Regions from separate parts of the Mus musculus genome. Here region 1 is linked to region 2. A link is a contact called in public ChIA-PET data. All regions are on one chromosome and are shown on one strand. The core of a region is the stretch at or near the end of the contact, and the rest is flanking DNA. Distances in the headings are between cores, read along the strand shown. Region 1 overlaps Map7 (microtubule-associated protein 7). Region 2 holds the start of Map3k5 (mitogen-activated protein kinase kinase kinase 5).

Evidence for each region. ChIA-PET counts read pairs in DNA pulled down with a chosen protein or histone mark.
Region 1: a contact with region 2 is called in an RNA polymerase II ChIA-PET map of memory CD8 T cells, with 14 read pairs. The contact joins the enhancer-like site here to the promoter of Map3k5 in region 2. A contact is called at or near these places in 2 of 484 Hi-C or Micro-C datasets (the N1E-115 cell line and nephron progenitors), 2 of 115 datasets of contacts at active chromatin or transcription factors (extraembryonic endoderm stem cells and memory CD8 T cells) and 2 of 9 other capture datasets (adipose tissue and liver).

The regions. Positions count from the first base shown.
Region 1 is chr10:20,278,866-20,284,553 of GRCm38.p6, forward strand. Map7 (microtubule-associated protein 7) reads left to right here. Exons shown (of 18, transcript NM_001358787.1): 18 at 1,131-2,725. The coding sequence ends at 1,141. All of the region lies in intron 2 of Gm48249 (a long non-coding RNA gene), which reads right to left. Among named protein-coding and RNA genes, the nearest start is that of Gm48249, 4.9 kb to the right of the region's middle. Within about 2 kb of position 2,781, at least 36 of the 459 cell types and tissues checked have an H3K27ac peak or open chromatin away from gene starts, as enhancers often do. A contact at or near this core is called in memory CD8 T cells, where this site is marked.
Region 2 is chr10:19,931,430-19,937,398 of GRCm38.p6, forward strand. It overlaps Map3k5 (mitogen-activated protein kinase kinase kinase 5), which reads left to right and starts at 3,097. Exons shown (of 30, transcript NM_008580.4): 1 at 3,097-3,645. The coding sequence starts at 3,177.

The DNA of each region.
Region 1 (5,688 bases), core at 1,531-4,030, 350 kb after region 2:
CAATAGCTAGCCAAAATAGCCATATCAAATTTTCCTAATGAGTGGTCATTGCCAGCTCCATGACATAATCTCAGCTCTGTGAGGGATAAGTGGGATAGGCCTAGCTCACCCACGCTCTCTCAGCAAGCCTCCCTCCCCAGCAGATCACAGTCATCAGCATTTCCTCATCCTCTTCCTAGGAAGAGATTCGCCAAATTCCAGACACTGAAATGGAGTCAGGAGAGGACTATGGTCAAACTGTCTGTGAAGCCATAACAACTTTAGCTAGGAAGTGGCCCCTGAGGAACCAGTCTCTCTTTCTCCTCTGGGGTATTATTGCCCTTAGTGGAATCCATCTTGTAGGCTGTAAAGGTGATCATACAGCCCCTGTGGCCTGGCCTTGGGATTGCTAAGCCTTCAAAGCAGCCTGCTTAGTGCTGTGGTGGTGGAACCACGGCATCTGCTGCTTCCTGACATATCCCATATCTGTCGTATCCCATATCTGCAGCGAGGAAGAAACTCATATCCCATATCTGTCATATCCCATATCTGCAGGGAGGAAGAAACTTCCACCTGGCGTTCTGCTTCCCTGGGTTTTAAATCATCCTTTTCCTTCCACCATCTTTCCCCAAGAAGTAGTCTAGGATCCCATCTGAAGTGGTACACTGTTCCTTTGGGTGACCATTTATTTATAAACATTCCTTCGTCCTCCACTAAAGTTTGGAGCCCTAAGCATTGAACACTAAGGATACAGGACGAATGAATGTAGTTTTCTTAGAGGCTATGGATTTAAATTATCTAAGCATAGCATTTCTGAGTCAGTGATGTTCCCTAAGCTGAGTGGAAAGGGTGTGTACTTTTCCTAGTACTGCCCTTAAAAAGCTTAAGAACCCCAACCCAGTCTCCTGGTTTTACGTGTGTCTGGTTGTGGTTTTGTGGTGCTGGGGAAACTAACCCAGAGCCTCGTGCAGACCAGGCAAGGGCTCTGCCACTGACCTGTTCTTCCTACAGCACAGCGGCTTACTCTTACATATGATACTATCTGTAAAGGCATGGTGGGTTTGTCTTTTTTATAAATATAAGCTATTGCCATGGTATTCAAGTTTAGATGGGTCATATTAATCTCTTCTCTTTTCTGTCTCCTCATGTAGAAGTTATATGAGTGTCTCCTCCAAAGAACCAAAGCAAACGTTTTCTACAATGAATGGAACTTCAGGCTCCGCTCGAAGCAGCTCCTCCCTCTGGTTTTCTAAAGAGTTCCTGACCATCGTTTTTAAAAGACGTATTAAAGCCAGCTAAAGACAGCAGACTCAGTAGCTTTCCTGATCGTTTTCGCCAACAGAAAGAGATGGCTCCTTAATCTGATACCCTGAGATGGCATTTTCCAGTGTGTTTCTTCTTAGTAAATCAATTTTTTTTCTTTGTTCTTTAAAAACACAAAAGAGCATTTTATTATAAAAAGAAATGGACTGGCAAGGCGTGATTATCACACAGATCTTTTTTCATTTTTAAACTTCAGTATATAAGATTAGCAAAAATAAAATACCTTTTACTATGTAACACTTGACAGTGGGTATCTCTTTGCCCTCCAGGCAGAGTGAGCGGAAGGTATTTAAACAAATTGGATTGTTTAAATATTACTACCTGGCTCTCGTAAACACAGCTCGTCGCGGGCATCCTGCAGACCCTGCTGCCACAGCCTTCTGAGACTCCTCTTACAGAACTACACTGGCAAGTTTGAAAATGTGTAAACATTTTTTTACAGCAAGAAAATAATTTGCTGTCCTTTTTGTTTTCTGTTTTTGTTTTTGTTTTCCTACTTTTTGGAGAATGGGTTTCTCTGTGTAGCCCTGGCTGTTCTAGAACTGGCTCTGCAGACCAGACTGACCTCGGACTCAGTCTCTGCTTCCTGAGTGCCGAGATCGAAGGCGTGCGCCAACCCCGCCTGGCTCAGCCGTCCTCTTAAGTGATATGTTTATAAAAGCTTTTTTTCAGCTAGATAAATTAAAACAAGGCAGGGTGCAGACATGCTCTAGCAGACGTCTCCGCATGCCGCCGTGGGAGCGTGAATGTCCCTGTGAGGCGCTCTGAAGTTGTATGCTGCTGCCACCCACAGTGAGGGTAGGACTTCTCTCCCTTTGCCTTACGTGATCACAAATGATGTGGGGGAAATAAATATTTAATATTCCTTTAGATCAAAGAATTTGGTTCTGCTCGTTTCAGAGCAATGAAAAATAAGTGATGTCACGTTGACGTTGGGGGACAAGGACTGACATAGATGTCCTTGGTGTAGAGGGACTGTCAGCCTCTCCTGTCTTATCATTCTTCACTCCTGCTGCTCAGCCCTGCTGTATAAACTTGCACTTTCATTTGCTAATATAAATTCAATTTTATTTTCCCACTTACGAGACGACCAATGAGAGATGGAGACAGGAGCGCCAAGGGCAATGGTGTATCCCTCCCACTATGATGTATTGGTTTTATACTAAGAGCAATTGGTTAATCTACAAGATTTAATGTGAGACTATTTATTCATCTATTGGGGTTCTTTTAAATCCAAGCATACAATCTTTATCAACAGTTTGTAAAACATTGTTAAAACATCAGTTTGTGGGGTTTCCCTATTTGGTTGTCCTTATACATCTAGATATTGTATTAAAAAAAATCTGTTCAGCAAACTTGTTCTATTTATTTAAATCTACCAAACATAAAATACAAATAAAATGTTTGACATAGTTTTACCGTAGGGTTCCTGTGGTTTCACTTCCTTCAGGTAAATACACACAGGCACACACACATCCTGTCTGCACAGAGAGCCTCTTTCCGTCATGAGACTAATCTTCCCACTTCTAAGCTACACCTCTGCCCCATGATTGATTTCTGAGGCTTCAGATTACTCCCCACCTGACTTCAGTGCCATTTCCAAGGATGTGGGAATGCTTGTATATGGAGTGGGTTTATTTAAAATTCAAAATCATCATTGTACTTTGGCTAAGTTGTCTTTTTATGTTTATATGTTGGAGCTGATATTTACGCTCATTAACCACTAAAGCCTTTCTAAGTAACCACGTTTTAATTGCAGGGGATGTAGATGCGTCTTTACAGTTTGTTAAGAGCCACATTGCCAGACAGCGAGTTTGGGCTCCACAGTGACAGGCTTGCTCTTCTGTTCAGCCCTTGAAGACTGTGGTCACTCACCCCAGGAAGCCTGCCGTAGGGTGCGACGGTTATGTGAGGTGGCTGGGGATCAAATGTGGCCCTCAGCACAGAATAGATTCTGGTCTACACCACTGCACAGTGTGTAGGCTAGTTTGGTCATTCTCCAATCACTTCAAAAGGAGCCTCTAGCTATCATAGGCAGGGAAAGCTTTATCTTTCTCTGGCATTTCCCCACTACTGGAAACCAACTGAATTTCTCACGTGGATACATAGTAGCAAGCAGAGCCTCTGGGAGCTGGACCCAGTCCCCTCTATGTACACAATCCATCCACCTGCTGACTGGAAGACTCAGTGAATTAGGTACCCTGGTTGAAGTGGGCAACAGCATCTTAACCCTGAGTGGAGGTTGGAGGAGGGTTGTAAGTTTCTAATTAAGTCATTAGCTCACCAGATCTGCTAGATTCTTAGACTTCATTTAAAGCATTTTGACTCTTAAATTTTTCTTGGCAACTGCTTCACCTTCAAACTACATTCAGAGGAAAAAATCTGTAATATTCCTATACTAAACAACACTGATGTTGACATGGGTGATAATTTGATATTTCACATCACTAAGGAACTCTCAGGGCAAGATAAAAGTTAAATTTCATGTGTTTAAATATTACAACATTTTTACGGTTTAATGGGGGAGGGTGCTGTTGTTTGAGATGGGGTATCATACTGTAACCCAGACTCACCTCAAACCTATCATCCTCCTGCCTCAGCCTCCCGAGCCTGGCAGTACAGTATGTTACCACACCCAGCTCACATTCAAAGTTTATAATTTCAACTTTTAAATGTATTTCTTTAAACTGGTCTTAGCGTCTAGCTGAGGCTGGCCTTGAACTCATGGCAGTCAGCCTCAGCTTCCAAGCCTGCTGCTACAGGCTCTGCCACCACAACTCACACTATTGCATAGTAAATTTAATAGCCGCTCTCACTCTCTTACTCCTGCTGCTTCCCTTGCTCTCTTGCTCCAGCTCTCTCCCCCCTCTCTCCCTCTTCCCTTCCCCCTCTCTCTATGTGGTCATGGCCGGCCTGTACTTCTCCTTAGCTCTGCCTTTCTCTGCCTCTATTACTCTCTTAACTCCCCTCCCCATGCCCTGAATAAACTCTATACCAAAAAAAAAAAAAAAAAAAAAAGAAAAAAAAAAAGATAGCCAGTAAGTTCACATATCTTGATGCAACATTTTGAAAGACTTTTTAAAAAGATTTATTTTATGTATACGAGTACACTGTAGTTACAGATGGTTGTGAGCCACCCTGTAGTTGCTGCAGTTTGAACTCAGGACCTCCACTCACTCTGGCCCAAAGATTTATTTATTGTTATGTAAGTACACTGTAACTGTCTTCACCAGAAGAGGGTGTCAGATCTCACTACAGATGGTTGTGAGCCACCGTGTGGTTGCTGGGATTTGAAATCAGGACCTTCAGAAGAGCAGTCCGTGCTCTTAACCGCTGAGCCATCTCTCCAGCCCTTTTGAAAGACTTGCTCATCTAATTGGTGCTTGGGTTGTTTTTTTGTTTTTTTTTAATATATGAGTGGTCTGATGCATATATGTCCACAAGCCAGAAGAGAGCATCAGATCCCATTACAGATGGTTGTGAGCCACCTCGTGGTCACTGGGATTTGAACTCGGGACCTCTGGAAGAACAGTCTTAACGGTCTTAACACTCTTAACCGCTGAGCCATTTCTCCAGCCACGAATGATAAAGTCTTAAGCACATTAAGTAATTGTTCAATAAATGATACAATGTTTTAAGATGCATGAGAAAGATGGCTTTGGGAAGGGATTAGCAGGAAAACTAGGTGGGCGGGAATGTCACTGTTTACGTTGTTTGTAGTAGTACCCTGAATGGCATAAGCATTTTTACTGAGATGCCCGTTGCGCACTTAATACCAGGTGAGCTAACAGAAAGGAGCCGTTGTGCCATTGTATTTTACCTCCCCTTGGGCTCTCCTGGGAATTTTAGGTACTTGTCTTTTCAGTATAGTTGAGGCATTTCCTGACACCCTCCACCCACTTGTCCTGTGACACCAGGGATGAGCCTGCCTCCGTCAGCCTTGGCCACAGGAGGCTCTGGGAGCAAGCTGGAGAAGCAAGTGGATTCTAGGGCACTCAGTGAGGGGAGGGCGGGCAGAGCAAGTCATGTTCTGGCCTTACTTAGCAATGGCTTTTCCTTCCTATGAGGACTTGCCTTAACCGAAGATGCCTGTCTTAGTCAGGGTTTCTATTCCTGGACAAAACATCATGACCAAGAAGCAGTTGGGGAGGAAAGGGTTTGTTCAGCTTACACTGCCATACTGCTGTTTGTCACCAAGGAAGTCAGGACTGGAACTCAAACAGGTCAGGAAGCAGGAGCTGATGCAGAGGCCATGGAGGGATGTTCCTTACTGGCTTGCTTCCCCTGGCTTGCTCAGCCTGCTCTCTTATATAACCCAGAACTACCAGCCCAGAGATGGTCCCACCCACAAGGGGCCTTTCCCCCTTGATCACTAATTGAGAAAAT
Region 2 (5,969 bases), core at 1,847-4,346:
TGAGCCATCTCACCAGCTCCTGGGCAGCCCCTCTTGAGGAAGCAGAATGAGCATCAAAATACAAACAGCATCAGGGCAATCCACAACACTTCTAAACAGGCCCATTAACCATCTTTTTCCCCTACCTTTGATTGGTGGGCTATACGGGAGGTTGAAGCATTTAAGAACCCTTATTAAAATAGGTTTTAAAAACAATAAGCCTACAAATAAGAGTGTCTATTTTCTTACATCCAGTCTCAAAAAGTGTGTTGGAAAACTTCAGGATTTTGCCAATAGATTTAGTGAATGTGGTTATATTACTATAAATTTTAATTTGCACATATTTCATTATCAATAGAGTAGGATTTCTTTTTATACATGCAAGAGTCACTTATATTCCCATGATCATGAATTGCATATGGCTTTGTTTCTTTCTAAAGAATGTTTTTAGGGGCAGGAGAGATGGCTCATTAGCTAAGCTTGCAAACTACGCTTGTGGATGACCAGAATTAATTCCCAGTCCCTACATCAAGCAATTCTCAGCCATCTGTAACTCCAGCCCCAGGGACTGACACCCACTCTCCTTTGAGGTCACCTGCACTCACACGCAAATGCTTAAAGACAGACAAATAAAACACACCTTAAAAAAAAAGAAACGTTTTTATCTTTTTCCTACTTTTAGAAACTCATGATTGTGATATAACCGTATTAGATAACATTTTATTTGTCTACACTACATTTGCCATGGAAAGATTTTGTTATCCAGTTTGTAATTTTTTTCCTTTTAGATTAAAAAAAAGATTTATTTATTTTATGTATGTGAGTACACTGTTGCTGTCTTCAGACACATCAGAAGAGGGCATAGGGTCCTATTAAAGAAGGCTGTGGGCCACCATGTGGTTGTGGGAATTGAGCTCAAGACCTCTGGAAGAGGAGTCAGTGCTCAGAAACACTGAGCCATTTCTCCCTTCCCATTCCTTTTAGATTTTTGAATCCCAGTCCTGAAGTTACTTTCATCCCTCTTTTTTGTTTGTTTGTTTGTTTGTTTTGTTTGTTTGTCTTTCAAGACAGGGTTTCTCTGTATAGCCCTGGCTGTCCTGGAACTCACTCTGTGTAGACCAGGCTGGCCTCGAACTCAGAAATCTGCCTGCCTCTGCCTCTCAAGTATTGGGATCAAAGGCATGCACCACCACTGCCCAGCGTTACTTTCATTCCTTTGTTGTAAAATGCTTGCCCTTATATGTATTAAGTACTCAGTTCCATTTTCAATACGTATAAAATTTGCCTGGTGCAATGGGGTGGGGAAGGAATCTGTCCTCATGTTGACCCTCGGTGGCTTTTTTCCTCCAGACTCATCTAACAGGGGAGATTTAAGAAGCACGTGTAAAAACAGCCTGCTGATGTGTGCTTACTGCTTATAAACTGAAAGCTACCTTGCTACTCAGTAGAAAATGAACTAGGTGACTGTTTTAAAGGAACTGGAGTGACAGATGAATCTCCCAGACTTACAGTTTGCTTGGGGAGTACAATAAAGTCACAAAAAGGACCTTATTATTTGGAAACTATCAATAAAATACTGTAACAATTTAAGAATTGGGCAGTGTTCTGGTCTGAATGTGTCCCTCGCCCCCAGATTCCCCTTACTTAATACTGTGTTAAGTAAGGCTTTGGGGAGTTTGACATCCAATTTACATTTTGCCTCTTACATTTTGGCTTACTAACCTCAAGTTAGGAAATCCAAATCCTTTACGTATTGCAGCTTGCCTTGGCTTTCCTGACATGACCTACAGCATTCTGGGAGAGTTCTCTGGGAATTTACACATCTGGTTTTGCTTCCCAAAATAAGCGGGAGCTTTTTGATCACACTAAAGCAATCAAGCCTTTTCATTTGTGTATGGTTCAGTTTTAAAAAATGAAATAAGTTAACTTCTCTCTTTCAACTCTGAATGATAATTTTCCCATGCATTTTCTATCTTAGGTATCTGGCATTTTGAGGAAGGGGTGACTTTAAGATGATATATGAGAGTATTAAGTCATTCGGCAATGGAGCCAATCAATTACTCATTAACGATAACAGCGTAAGCAACTGGAAATTTTACAATGAAAAGTACCAGCGGCTGCCACGATAAATTTAGCCGACCACTTCTAAATTTAGCGCCCCTGTCACTTATAAACCACTTTCCATTTGAGGCCTGGGCTGTAGGGCGCTTGTTGGATCCTCCCGCCTCTCGGCACGCGTGTTGCCACGGTGCATCCAGCGCCACGCGCTGCCCACGAGCGGACCAGAACGAGCGAGGCGCGGTGGCTGCGCCCAGCGCTGCAAACGCCTGGCGGGCTGACCGGGACAGTGCGGGTTAGAGACTCTTCTTTTGCGCCGTCCCGCAGCGAGGCGCGCACAGGGTTTCAGCCCTCTTTCCCAGTTCTCTGAGGTCCCGGAGCAGTGGGTTCGGTCCAGGCTGCAGCTTCCCAGCAGCGCCCTCCTCAGGGGCGGGCCCTGGCTCTCTGTGCTGCAACGAGTGGGCGGCCACAGGCGGGTAGCCGAGAGGACGGGCGGCTGCGAGACGGTCGCTGGGACTCGGAGGGCGCGGCGAACCGGTGAAAGAGGAAGGGAAGGAAGGAAGGAGGAGGTGGTGGTGGAGGAGACGGAGTCGGTGCAAGGGAGCTGTTGCGGAGCAGAGAGGCGGATCCTTTCGGGAGCGGCCACGGAGGTTCCGGGACGCGGCTCGGGGTAGCCCGCCCACCGCGCGTAAGGTGTTCTCCAGGTAGCGCCGGCACCCAGAGGGCGCCCTCGCCCGGCCCGCGCTCGGCAGGCGACAGCTCGCGGCTCCCCGAGCGCGGCGCCCTTGAGCCGGGCTGCGCAGGTTGGCCGCCGACTCGTCCGCCCGCCAAGAGGAGGAAGCTCTGTCCCTTCCCGCTCGCCGCGGCCGGCGTCCCCACCCCGTGGACTCTCCACCCTGCAGCGGGCGAGCGGCGTGGCCACGGAGGCGCCGAGGAGGGGCGAGCCGCCGCCGGGCAGCGGCGTGGCCCCGGGGGACAGGGCGCCCGAGCGGAGGCGGCGGCGGGGCGGTGAAGGCGCGGCGCGCGATGGCAGCTGCCTAGCCCGGCGCGCGCGGAGCAGCCCGGAGCTGTGGCTAGCCAGACGGTGCGTCTGGGCTGGGGACTCCGGGGTCGCCGCCGTGGCAGCCCGGCAGGCAGAGATGGGCACCGAAGCCGGCGAGGGCATCACTTTCTCCGTGCCGCCCTTTGCGTCCGTGGGCTTTTGCACCATCCCGGAGGGCGGCAGCTGCCGGAGGGGAGGAGGAGCGGCGACGGCGGCGGAGGGAGAGCCGAGCCTGCAGCCCTTGCTTGTGCCGCCGCCGCCGCCACCGCCGGGCAGTTTCTGGAACGTGGAGAGCGCGGCGGCTCCCGGCACCAGCTGCCCTACCACCGCCCCCGGGAGCAGCGCCACCCGAGGCCGGGGCAACTCTGGCAGCGGGGGCGGCCGGCGTACCACCGTGGCTTATGTGATCAATGAGGCGAGCCAGGGGCAGCTGGTGGTGGCGGAGAGCGAGGCCCTGCAGAGCCTGCGGGAGGCGTGCGAGGCGGTGGGCGCCACCCTGGAGACCCTGCATTTCGGGAAGCTGGACTTCGGGGAAACCGCCGTGCTGGACCGTTTTTACAACGCAGGTGAGTGGCAGCTCGGCTCGTTGCTTTGCCCAGCCGGTTTCTCCTGGCTGTCTTGGTTGGGGGGGGGGGGGGATTTTTGTTTTGTTTTGTTTTTCGTGGGCGGGAAGCAAGCTTCCTATTTACATCACGCCTCACCTTGAGAGCGGCAAGAGTGGTTGCAGGACTATTCAGGCCGGCCGCTCCTAGTTGAGGGTGTGCTGGTGCAAGTGACTGTATTTGTGCGGGAGATCCTCCGCTGATTTATTCATTATCCGGCAGCGAAGACCCTGGGTCCAAGTACAAGGCTCGGAAAAACACTTCCTCCCACCATTGCGAATAATTGCTTCAATCACTTCTCTTCAGTTAGGAGGTGGGTAGGTTTTGCTTTTGCAAACACACACCTGTGGCCCACTGAAGTGATGTTCTGTTCTCTGTGCAGTCTTGGGAGTACAGAAATGCCCTTATGCTAAGCAGCCAGCTGTGTGCAGAGTTTCGTTTGAGTTTTCAAAGCGCGGCCTGACCTTCCCCAACTCATTTCACCTTCGAGTTTTGGTGGCTTCAATTTCCCATTCTCTTACTACTTTGAACGGTCAAATAACTATATGTTGGAGTAAAAGCACCGTGAAACACACCAAATGTGTGTGATCTTTGTTAGAATCTTGCCCAAAGAACCAGTTTTTTTTGTTTTGTTTTTTGTTTGTTTGTTTGTTTTTTTAAAAAATTACCTCAGATACTGTGGTGAGTGGAAGAGTTTATAATTTGGCATGGTTTAAAGAGTTCCCATGCAATTTTAATGACAGATTCGGTTGACTATTAAAGTGATTGTTAATGTAATCCACCGGAATGTCTCCCTTTTAGTCCATTTCAGATTTCAAAAACTGTTAAGAGAGTTCTGATGACTAAAGCAATTAGCCAGCCGTCTGTCAGCAAATGTTAGGAATGGTTGTGTGCTACTGAAATCCAATGGGATCAAGTAAATAGACATGCTAATTTTTATAATCGTGGTGGTGGGAAGCCTGGTTTTTGTCTTCAAACACAGTGAGCTTCTCCCATTTGTGATCACAAGGTTTTGTACTTCAATCTAATTCTCTTACAGCCTCTTTAAAACACCTGAAGGAGGCTTATGTCTGCTTTGGAATTCAGCCAAAGCTGAATATTTTAAGAACAAGAAGAACTTCATGTTAAGAAAGCCAGACTAAATAAACTGAGACTTTCTGGTTTGGGTATTTTTTAAACAGTCTGTCTTCATAACTGAACATGAATTTAATATATTATAGCTTGGTTCTTGGGGTGGCTAGTTATAAAAATTACATAAACATAACTTTTCTAAAAATTATAGCACTCTTATTTTTGGATTATAATTTGGAAGACGCTTCAAAGAACCAAATGATATGAGAGGAAAAAAGCCAAATAGGAACTTGAGCTTATTTTTATTGCAATGATAGAGTAGGCTTATTTTTCCTAGGAGTCCAGAAAAAAAAAAGTCTTAAACCCTCAGCTAATATGAAGGAAAGTTTCCTAACAAAGCTGTCCTCTGTTAGTCTCCAAATACCATCTCTGCAAAAGGAGAGAGGGTAGAGGAGAGCAGGCATGTGAACTCTGTCTCACTCCGGCCTATGACCAGGCCTGAGATGAGAGTACTATTGACTTATTAGAAGAGACTGGCCCTGGGACTCATAGTCAGTGGCTTGCCGTTGCACAGTGCTGGCATTAAAAGTTTACGGGGGTGGGGGTGGGGGTGGGGGTGGGGGTTGCTTTTGTGCAGAGCACATTTGCTATTAGAATCAAGGGAAGTACTCGGTTTTCAGATCCTGGGCTCAAGAGCTGGCCAGGATCTTCAGAGACCTGTAGGTACAGTGAGGGACAGTGGAGAGGATATGCTCTGGGGACTCCCCTGTTAGTGGCCACCCTCCCAACCCACTGGTTCTTCCAACGTAGTAAGGCCTGAGTCTAATCACTGCCCAGCTAGAAGATACCTTACTCAGCGTGAAGCTAGCTGTGATGGAAAGAAGATGTTGCCAGTTCACTCTAACCCTTGGTTTTTCTAAACTGATGACATTGGGCTCGGGAGTAGGCCAGTTTGGGGTTTCCCCTGATTTCTAAGAGAGTAATTGCTCTCCTTCCACCAATGGCTGGTCAACTGTTGCTCAAAAGCTGGCCAACTGTTTTGCTTTCTGTCAGAGGCCAGATAGTTAAAGTATTCTAGACTCTGACGTTTTCCAGGTCTGACACAGGTTTCCAACTCAGCTGTGAGAACTGCTGTAAACAGTCTTTAAAGAGATGATTGTACGTTGATAGTTGGAGGTCAGCCTGGACTCCTCAGTGAGTCAAAGGCCACACTGAGC